Regions from separate parts of the Danio rerio genome. Here region 1 is linked to region 2. A link is a contact called in public Micro-C data. All regions are on one chromosome and are shown on one strand. The core of a region is the stretch at or near the end of the contact, and the rest is flanking DNA. Distances in the headings are between cores, read along the strand shown.

Region 1 (2,700 bases), core at 104-2,603, 200 kb before region 2:
AATAATAATAAGCTGTTTTATAGGGCATTACATCTATCATATTATAATTATTTATCAAGAATCAATGTGACAATAGGGTGCCATGGTGGCTCAATAGTTAGTACTGTCGCTAGACAGCAAGAAGGTCACTGGATCGAGTCCCAGTTGGGTCAGTTGGCATTTCTGTGTGGAGTTTGCATGTTGGCATGTGTTTCCTCCGGGTGCTCGGCTTTCCCCCACAGTCAAAACACATGCACTATAGATGAATTGGGTAAGCTAACATGGTCAGTGTATGTGTATGTGTGAATGAGTGTGTATGGGTGTTTCCCAGTACTGGGTTGCAGCTGGAAGGGCATCTGCTGCGTAAAACATATGCATGAATAGCTGGCGGTTCATTTTGCTGTGCCGACCCCAGACTATTAAAGGAACAAAGCTGAAAAGAAAATGAATGAATGAATGAATGAATGAATGAATGAATGAATGAATGTTACTTGTTTTGGAGTGTTCTGAGAACATTTAAATTATTCTTCCAATCATTTCAGTACATTTCTAAAATGAAATGTTCATTAGCAAAGCATATTTTTATTAGCATGACATGACCCATGATTGTGTTTTTAGCTTTTAGATGCTTTAAGTGTAAACCGAACGCCTCATTCTACACCATCTGACCGTTTCTGCATGTCTTCTGTTCAGATTTGTTCTATTTTTAATGTCCGTGAAAGCATGATTTAAAGGGACAGCAGCAGGGGGGGTGGAAGGGGTCTGTAGCAGGGCCAAACTCTGCCCCAAAAGAGCCGGCCCTTTAAGGAAGCATCTGTTGTGTTGAAGGACAATATCCAGTCCAGGACGTTAATGTGTTTGCGGGTGGAAAAGAACGCGAGTTGCTCTCTGCGCAAACCCAAAACCCACACATACGCGACCCAAAGCGAAAAACAGATGTCATAACTCATTGACATAATGCTTAAATTAAATACAGAAATGCACTGCATGCTTGTGTTTCTAATCAAGTGTTGTTTGCAGTGCGTTTAGAGTTCATTACATGAGTTAATGACCTTGTAAAAATGTGGAAACAAGTTTAGCAAAGCCACACTTGTAAAATGCTGCCTCAGTTAAACTAAGCCTGGCAGAGGATATTTAATGTAGAGCCATTAAAAAACGACACGCCAATCACTGGGACAAGCTCGAAACGTTCATTTGGGTTATTTAAACGCATCCCACTTTAAGTATCTGGGTTTCCTTGCAGATCCTGAGGCTCCGTGGTCTGTTCCTCTGAAACCCTGGTGTGTTTTTGCTCAGCTCTAATTATGCTTTATGGTTTGGATGGATTTCTTGTTAACTCTCAGACTCGTGTTTCGCGGTGATGTCAGCAGAGGTGCGGTCTGTTTATATGTTATGGGGCAGATCGAGCGAACTCCTGAGAACAGGAAATGACACATTTTAAGCTAACCGGCACAACTCGATCCAAAAGCAAATATTTAAACAGAAACGCAATGAGATAATGAGGTGTGCAAAGAAAATGTGGGCCTAATAACATGTGCGGAGAGCAGGGAACGAAGAGCTGGAAGTAGCAGAGCTCATGTAAACATCACACTTCTCTAGTAACAAAGTGACAACTGATCGTTCTCAGTAATTAAAGACGCACCACGTATCAGCAGCATGGTAAACAATCAGTTGTGTAATTGCGGAGCGCCTTGTCATTTGCATTGGATGCACTTGAGTTTATATGTTGCTGGGATTCATTTAGGCAACAGTCCAGAATACAACGGATTTATTCTGAAGAGTAGGGATTTTAATCAATTGCAATTACTGTGTTAGACGTCCGGATAAAAGCAACGTAAAAACACACATGCCTCAGTGTGTGGAGAGACTAAGGAAATTCTCTCCTGTCTTCCAGCACTCTTGTGTTGTTTGATATCCAATAGAGGGCAGTACAGTTTAGAGGAAGTGCACACACACACACACACACACACACACACACACACACACACACACAAAACATTGGCAAGTTGTGCTATATTAAAATGCTCACTATTATTTTTTGTGTGTATATACACACACACACACACACACACACGTTATTTTGATTTTACAACTACATACACATGTATATTAAAGTGTGTTTATATGATTAAATGTGTTTTATTAGGTCTATTTAACAATGAAAACTTCATATATATTTAATTTAATGATATTATTTTAATATTATTTTACACAACCATATAGATAAATACCTTAAATTCTGTCTGCTGTTTGTTTGTTAGTATATGTATTGGCTAAATAAGTTTCTATATTTAATATAGTTTATCTATTTATCTTTATTTAACATTTTTTTATTTAAATAGAATCTTTATTTAATATTTACTAAATAAAATATATTGTGTATATTAAACATTTATTTACACATATATGCACTTAATTTATTTATATTATTCAAATATTAGTTCACAATCTTATAGATAAATATCTTAAGTTCTGTCTGTTATTTATTTATTAATATGTATATTGGCTAAATAAGTTACTTTATTTAATATAGTTCATTTATTTATTTTTATTTAATATTTTTTTTGATTTACATAGAATGTGTTTCTAATATTTAATAAATAATATATATATGTATTTTTATATTAAAAATGAGTATTATTTCACACAAGCGTACTTAAGTTCTGTCTGTTTTTAGTTTGTTAGTATGTATATTGGCTAAATAAGTTTCTATATTTAATA
Region 2 (2,700 bases), core at 6-2,505:
TGTCTGTATGCATGTTCTCCGAAACACATTTACGCTTTCATCCAGCAACTCTACTTCTAGTTTGTATCAATCCCCGGCAATAATGTGTGTAATGCATGTATCTATTTAGTTTAGTGTTTTGCTTTTCTGTGATATCCGTCAAAAGTGCTTTACGGCGCACGTGTTTCCAAAGATTCTAGATGTGGAACTTTTTTAGCTGAAAATTCAAAGCAGTATTCCAGAGTGGCGCTTACTTTCTCCTTTTCCACAAAGTCCACAAAAGCTGTCCTTTCGATCTCCACTGGCTGTCCCTGTCTGTCATAAAGCGCCAGGACGAAGTGGAAAAAATTGGATTTTCTGAGGTTGGATGGCGGTTGTTTCTCATAGTGCGCCCGTGCCAGACCAACTCCACTGCGGGGGAAAACAAGACACCAGTGTGGGTTAAAACAACAGGCGTACACACTTGAGATACAGATAGATGTAGATAGAATGAAAACATGGGAGAATTCTTGATTTGTCACTTAAACTGTAATATGATGTAATGAACAGGGGAAAGCGGCGAAGAGGTGCATGGGGAGAGTGTAATTGATACATGGCATATTGGGGATTTAGGGGTCGATCTGAGAAATGCATTAAAAAATCGGATGATTTGGCAAACGTACCTCTGGGCGGCCGTGTGCGCATCCACCACCCCAGCCGTGTGCATCCACGATCGGACCGGATTCATGCCACTGCCCAGCGGTTCCTCTTTCATAGTGGTTCCCCCTCTCGGTATATTTTCCTGAATACCAAACATTAAAACAGTTCGCGTGCAACCCACTTCCAGCCAAAGAGATGAAATGAGAGTGTGAGCGAGGGCGCGTCGTTTCTCCGAGAGCCCCTTCGGATAGCCGTGAGAGTTTGTTTGGGATTTGTCGAAAAGAAGAGAAGAGAAAAAAAAGCAGTCCCGACTCCTTCTTCAGTCCGTCCTGCGTTGGCACCACATGAACGATTCAGCGCGTAAAAGATTCTCAAGCCTCTCCAGCAGCTTGTTTGGATAGATGAGAGATCCTCCCGTGGAACAAGTCGCGCAAATAGCCGGGATATTCGACTTGTTTTAATTCAGTTAAACATTTCTTGCAACTTTCGCTTGTTGTTGTTGTTGTTGATGATGATGATGATGATGGTGATGATGCTCTTAGCTTGGTGGCATCCTATAACAACAGCATCAAAAAAGGCTTCGGGACACTGCTGAATCCACCACTTCTGGCTCCAAAAGACAAATAAACGCGTAAATGATCACCGTGGAGGTGTTCCCGGACACGGGAGAGGATGATGAGGGGCCTTTAGCGCGTCTTTGCAGAATGGATGGAAGCATACAAAACTCAACCCTCTATCCCCCAGGACTGGAACCTTTCCCGGGAGCCAAAAACTCCAGACCCACGGGATCCACGCTGTCAGAGGATGACGCGCACGTGGGCGGGGCTTTGCCCATACATGGAGAGGATTGACGCTTCCTGTCGCTGGGCTTTAAGCTTGGACCGTGAGTACGTACGCGAGTGGAGTCACTGCCGCTGCTGCTGCTTTTCCAGTGAACATCATGTCAAGTAATCATCAGAGAGGAACAAAAAAATGAATGATAATGAAAGCCGGCAAATAAAGCGCGCGGCGCGCAGGAACTATATATCCTGCGAGGTTAAAACTGCCATGCAAGTTTATAGAGTGCAAAAGAGGGGGGTGGTGGGGTTGGGGGGATAGAAATAATAACGATAATAATAATAAAAAAAGGAGCACTGACCACCCAATTCCTAGCAGCTTTCCAGAATTAAAAAGAAAACAGAAAGGCCATCGTCGCAATGACAGTGCCAAACGTCCCTGGCGCCTAATTGACAAACGCAAATCGATTCACCGGTTTCTCCTCTGATTACTCTCAAGTCGAGAAGGTGCACTGGCATTTTAAGACTAGATGCTCCTTATAATAAACACCCTGGGCATCTGCATAATGGCGTAATGCGCGCGTCCTAAATTATGGCAACATTGACTGCTCCAACCTAAAACACACTTTGCGTTCTGCGTTCGTGGAGCGAGCCGAGGCGATGCCAAACTCCTAGTCCTAGCGCGTACACGCGTTAATTTTGTAAATTATTGCAGAATTACATCTGAAACTGTGAAAGGACTCGGGGGAAACATTGCGTCCACCCTCTCCTTCTATGCGCAAGAAGTAGGATGTCTTTTGTAATAAAAATATAATCATTTATCGGGACAATAAGGGTCATTTTCTTTCTTTCATTTGCTAAGGTGCTCGTGTCTTCGATATTGGCAGACTCTGCATGTATGTTAATATTTGAATTAAAAGGAGAAAATGGAAGTCCGATGTTGGTTATCTGGGGACCATGTGCGCTGGAGGGAGGGATGGATGGATGGACGGAGAGAGGAGAAGAGAGATGTGTTTTACACAGCAATCTATTCTGCTAGTGTTGGGGGTTAATGACTATTGCCAAAGATAAGTGAATTATCAAAGCTGTTGCTCTTGCCTCGACTCAAAATCCATCACATTGCATCGTCGTCTAATTAAATACGTAAGTAATAAAATTATATTTTACGACAATTTAAGATTGATATGCTTTTTTTGTGTGTGTCTATGATTCGCATTGACTTTGATCTATGCATACGCTGAATGCCTGTGTGAACTAATGTTAAATGACACTCTAGCCATTGAATGATTATTGTAATTACTATTAT

The links. A called contact is a pair of places that touch in the nucleus more often than the background predicts.
Region 1: a contact with region 2 is called in a Micro-C map of caudal fin, with 4 times the contacts expected there. The contact joins the enhancer-like site here to the promoter of ebf3a in region 2. A contact is called at or near these places in 3 of 18 Hi-C or Micro-C datasets (caudal fin and embryo) and 1 of 4 datasets of contacts at active chromatin or transcription factors (embryo).

What each region holds. Positions count from the first base shown.
Region 1 is chr12:44,715,399-44,718,098 of GRCz12tu, reverse strand. No RefSeq gene overlaps it. Among named protein-coding and RNA genes, the nearest start is that of ebf3a, 200 kb to the right of the region's middle. Within about 2 kb of position 1,353, at least 8 of the 62 cell types and tissues checked have an H3K27ac peak or open chromatin away from gene starts, as enhancers often do. A contact at or near this core is called in caudal fin, where this site is marked.
Region 2 is chr12:44,516,400-44,519,099 of GRCz12tu, reverse strand. It overlaps ebf3a (EBF transcription factor 3a), which reads right to left and starts at 1,255. Exons shown (of 16, transcript NM_001080602.1): 1 at 642-1,255; 2 at 234-390. The coding sequence starts at 775.